2 separate regions of the Sus scrofa genome follow, and region 2 is linked to region 1. The links are chromatin contacts, called in public Hi-C maps. All regions are on one chromosome and are shown on one strand. Each heading gives the region's core, a stretch centred on a gene start, on an enhancer-like site or on the middle of the called end of the contact. The rest is flanking DNA. Distances are from core to core; before and after follow the strand shown.

Region 1 (2,604 bases), core at 51-2,550:
CAGAACCCTGAGTCCTCGCTCCCGGAGACCGCTTCTCTTGGCTCTCGGCAGCCCTCCCTCGAACCCGCCGAGCTGTCGGGCGGGGGTCATCGGCCTTGGGGCTGTGCACTGGGCCCCTGGCATCTTCCCAGGAGAACGCGGGGAGGTCTGCGTGCACGCCCGCGCGGTTCACCAGCGCCTCCGAAGCTGCTCCATCCTTAGCCTCTTGTCTCCAGCTTGGAGACCTTGGACCTGGACTGGCATTGCGGCCCCGGACAGATGGTCTTTCTTCCTGGATTGGGAAAGCAGCGTCTTTCTTTTGGGGCGCCAGTGCCCCCAACATGCTGGGACGTACGATGGACCTGAACCTTACCAGTTTTTCAAATGGGACTTAACACGTGCTTATTATAGGACAGTAGAAAAGGAGGAAAAAATCCTTATGGGTCCACGCTCCAAAATCAGCTGCTGTTTGGCATAGCCCCCATTGCCTTCTTTTTCTATCCATAAATTAGTTTTTTCCTTTTTCCTGGTTTTAATTATACTACAATGCTCAATTTTGAAGTCTGCTTTTTTTCACTTAACATTATTTTACAAACATGCATACTGGCTGCATAACATTCCCGGTTGGGGTTTTCTTATTTAAAAAAATATTCTGTAGAAACATATATATATATATATTTTTTTGTCTTTTTTTTTTTTTTGCCATTTTCTTGGGCTGCTCCCGAGGCATATGGAGGTTTCCAGGCTAGGGGTCCAATCGGGGCTGTAGCCTCCAGCCTACACCAGAGCCACAGCAATGTGGGACTCGAGCTGCGGCTGCAACCTACACCACAGGTCACGGCAACGCCGGATCGTTAACCCACTGAGCAAGGCCAGGGATTGAACCCGCAACCTCATGGTTCCTAGTCGGATTTGTTAACCGCTGCGCCACGACGGGAACTCCTGTGGAAACATCTTTTTGCCTAAAGCTTTCTTCATATTAGGTTATAGTCTTATTACCGCAATTTTTTGGAGCAAAGTGTGGGGCTATCTTTAAGTCTGTGTGTGTGTGTATTTCAAATGGCTTTCCAAAAAAGTTTGTACTGGTTTTTACTGCTGCTAGTTATGCCCACATGTATGTTCTATGCCAGCCTCACTGGCATTGAAACTGGGTATTAGGAGAATCCTTGTCAGCTACTGAGGTCAAGGCCACCAGCGGCAAGAGTTGGGAGGTATTGACTGCATAAGGTTACATCGTGTGACCCGCTTATTTCCATCTCTCTGCATTTTGAGGACATCAGCTCGTGTTGAACCTGAGGGAATGAGGTTTAGCTGTGGGTCAGGGATTGAGTTGGTTCAAGAGGTTTTCTTGAATTGATGTGTTTAAAATAGAGCGTTATCTGAAATTGTCATGGCTTGGTGAAGCAGGAGCTTGAGTCACATATAAAGGGAATATCATTTTTTATGTGTGATGCACCTTTTGGGGGTTGGCTTCCATTTTGAGCAGAATCAGTCCACAGTAGAGAAGCTTTCCCTGGGCAGTTTGAGGATGTGTCTTCTGGGGACCAGGGGTGGACCTGGCATTGTTGTGTCCTCCACTGACCCCCCCTCCCCCGCAACACACACTTAGCCCTGGACATTTATATTGCAATTATTCCTTAAGGTTGTTGCCTGGAGACAGAGGATCTCTCTTTAAGCATGCATGTCAGTCCTTTTATGGATGAGAAGGAAATCAGAAGTCACTTACAGCCATTGGCCTGCAAATGTATTGGAAGGGCTGGGTTTTAATAGCAAGTGAACCATGTAGGATGCTATTCATGCGTGAGTTGTTCATGGACAATTCTTCTTTTCTTTTTCTTCTTCTTTTTTTTTTTATGGCCACACCTTCGGGATATGGAAGTGCCTGGGCTAGGGGTCAAATTAGAGCTGCAGCTGCAGGCCAGTGCTATAGCCACAGCAACACTGGATCTGAGCTGCATCTTCAACCTGTGCTGCAGTTTGGAGCAATGCTAGATCCTTAACCCACTGATTGAGGCCAGGGACTGAACCTGCATCCTCATGGACACTATGTCAGATTCTTAATGTGCTGAGCCACAATACAAACTCTTCAATTCTTATTTTTTGTAAAATCCATGAGAAAACCTGTAATTGTATAATGAGCTCACATATGCTGTGCCTGGCTCTCATGTCCCTGGGGCTTTGCTTACAACCATGAGCTCTTAAATCCAAGGCTGCTGTATTTACCCTAGTGCTTTCGAATTAGAGCAGGGGTTCAATGCTCTTCAGTTTAAACAAGTTCTGAGTACCTTAGAGTTATACTCAATTCCCAATCCATGTCCAGGTGGCAGGCAGGCTTGAATTACATAACTTGTACCTGGACATTTGTGTCATGACTACACAAGCTTGATAGTGTCTCCCAAGTGTTTGTGGATCACTTAAAAGCTCACTAGATTAGTAGTGTTGAAGCTTTTAAATCCAAATAATTTTAATTGCATAAAGGAAGCCTAAATATTAACAAGCTGATAGTACATGCAGGCCACTAAGACCAATACTGTTTAAGTCTTTGAGATCAAACATAGGATCTGGTATTTTTGAGGCTGTTGATGGACTATATTCTTTAGACTTTCTTGAGTTCATTCTCCAGTT
Region 2 (2,604 bases), core at 72-2,571, 230 kb after region 1:
GAGATTGACATTATTTGGTTATTCATTTTTTTTATATGGAAGGGTGAGTTGGACAAAATGGACTTTTAGAAATATATACATGTATTATAATTTATTGTCAAAAATGGCATGAAACCCAGTGGGAAATAATAATTTAATAATTATTTTAGGGAGTTCCCGTCGTGGCTCAGTGGTTAACGAATCCGACTAGGAACCATGAGGTTGCAGGTTCGATCCCTGGCCTCGCTTAGTGGGTTAAGGATCCGGCGTTGCCATGAGCTGTGGTGTAGGTCACAGATGTGGCTTGGATCCCGAGTTGCTGTGGCTGTTGCGTTGGCCGGGCAGCTGTAGCTCTGATTCAGTCCCTAGCCTGGGAACCTCCATATGCCATGGGCGCGGCCCTAGAAAAGACAAAAAAAAAAAAAAAAAAAAAAAAATTTAAATACTTAAAGTTACATAACAAAGTTAAAGAACTGATATAATTTAAATAATAAATATATTATCTTTTAATTATAAAGTGAAAATACTTAGTCAAGTGCCATGCTTTAAATACTTTCCTAAAGAATGATAATAGGAATTATTCGTCAAGATGTATTCTGTTGGTAAAACTTTACTTTTTATGAGAATATGTTGTACAGTTTAAAGATAGAACATACTTAAATGAGATTATTTTATTCAGTCAGCCAGCATTCATTTAGTGTCCACCAAGTTTAAAGGTAGTTTTAACAGGCAATTATAGGGGAGAATATTTGTAGTTGAAGTTCTTGTGCTGAAAAACTTTTTCTCCTTTTCTCTGAAGCAATAGATGTTACCATGCAAATTTGAACAGCAGAGTCAAGACTTGCCTCTTTAGCTATAATTGGAAGCTGAATTATTGATGAATGTTTTATTTTTTATTTTTGTCTTTTTGCTATTTCTTGGGCCGCTCCCGTGGCATATGGAGGTTCCCAGGCTAGGGGTGGAATCGGAGCTGCAGCCACCGGCCTACGCCAGAGCCACAGCAACTCTGGATCTGAGCCGCGTCTGCAACCTACACCACAGCTCACTGCGACGCTGGATCGTTAACCCACTGAGCAAGGGCAGGGACCAAACGCGCAACCTGATGGTTCCTAGTCGGATTCGTTAACCACTGCGCTGCGACGGGAACTCCTGATGAATGTTTTAGATAATAGGTCTCAAATCTTCTGCTGTAGAGAAAAGAGAAAACTGTTTGGAAATCTTTGACTTGTCTAGTAAAGCCCTATTATCATCTCTCATTTTTTTGGCTCCCAGTGCAATACTAAGGTCATCCTGATGGAAATCAGTTTTGTGTCACTTAAAAAATTTGAGACTTTCAGTTAGTGCCCTCTAGTGGTATTCAAGGTACATTGTTTCCCAAGGGAACATTATATTCATAACCCAAGTCATGTACATCTAAGAGAGCTCATAGATCTCAGTGGTATTAAAAAACACTGAAACACAGAATTTCCTTAATGATTATGAATTATTTAAAATTTGAGGATTTGTTTTTTAATTATGAAAAACTGTTATGATAGAGTCATGTCAGGACTATTCCTAGACAAATGTTTTGTGACCTAATTTCATCATGTAATATATTGAGATGAGGGTAAATAAATCCTTTAGGCAAAGCACAATTTTTAAAAATCAAGAACTCTAACACATCTCAATTTTTAAATCTAATAGATTGATATGCTGCTGAAAGAGTATTTACTCTCTGGAGACATATCGGAAGCTGAACATTGCCTTAAGGAATTGGAAGTACCTCATTTTCACCATGAGCTTGTATATGAAGTAAGGTTATTTTGACATTCTAAAGAGAATTATTGTGTCCTTTTTTACAGCGATTTACTGTTTCTTTAATAACATACATTTTTGTTTTCTTTTTAAAACCTTTAATATTAAGGGAGAGAGTTTTAAAATTTTCGTAATGATTATAGTTACATATTAGATCTGATGGACTTTAGGAGCAGATTCTTATCTGAAAATGAGTAAAAGTTTAATAATTCATTTGTTCATTCCTTTTTTAGGCCATTATAATGGTTTTAGAGTCAACTGGAGAAAGTACCTTTAAAATGATTTTGGATTTATTAAAATCTCTTTGGAAATCTTCTACCATTACTCTAGACCAAATGAAAAGAGTAAGTATAACATTATTTTGAAAACTTTTTAGGCTTATATCTTATATAATGATTGAATACGGATTATGAATTGTCAATGAAATTTTCTTTTAGAATGTTTAGTAATATGCATTTTTTTTTTTTTTTTGGTCTCTTTTTTTGCTATTTCTTGGGCCGCTCCCGCGGCATATGGAGGTTCCTAGGCTAGGGGTCGAATCGGAGCTGTAGCCACCGGCCTATGCCAGAGCCACAGCAACGCAGGATCCGAGCCACGTCTGCAACCTACACCACAGCTCATGGCAACGCCGGATCGTTAGCCCACTGAGTAAGGGCAGGGACCGAACCTGCAACCTCATGGTTCCTAGTCGGATTCGTTAACCACTGCGCCACGACGGGAACTCCGTAATATGCATTTTTTAATGCTACTGTTTGAATCTCTCACAGCCATTTTCTGGAAAGTAATAAATACTTCAGTGTTTTTTCTTTTAAACCTGAATTTTGAAAAATG

What was found. Hi-C and Micro-C count contacts between places; a contact is called where the count stands out from the background.
Region 2: a contact with region 1 is called in a Hi-C map of embryonic fibroblasts, with 1.7 times the contacts expected there. The contact joins two enhancer-like sites. A contact is called at or near these places in 2 of 47 Hi-C or Micro-C datasets (embryonic fibroblasts and fetal heart ventricle) and 1 of 2 datasets of contacts at active chromatin or transcription factors (skeletal muscle).

The regions. Positions count from the first base shown.
Region 1 is chr14:121,094,006-121,096,609 of Sscrofa11.1, forward strand. The region is part of intron 1 of RBM20 (RNA-binding protein 20); the gene reads left to right. Among named protein-coding and RNA genes, the nearest start is that of RBM20, 36 kb to the left of the region's middle. Within about 2 kb of position 1,301, at least 5 of the 83 cell types and tissues checked have an H3K27ac peak or open chromatin away from gene starts, as enhancers often do.
Region 2 is chr14:121,327,945-121,330,548 of Sscrofa11.1, forward strand. It overlaps PDCD4 (programmed cell death protein 4), which reads left to right. Exons shown (of 12, transcript XM_021073216.1): 9 at 1,663-1,770; 10 at 2,007-2,117. The region is part of intron 3 of BBIP1 (BBSome-interacting protein 1); the gene reads right to left. Among named protein-coding and RNA genes, the nearest start is that of SHOC2, 19 kb to the right of the region's middle. Within about 2 kb of position 1,322, at least 3 of the 83 cell types and tissues checked have an H3K27ac peak or open chromatin away from gene starts, as enhancers often do.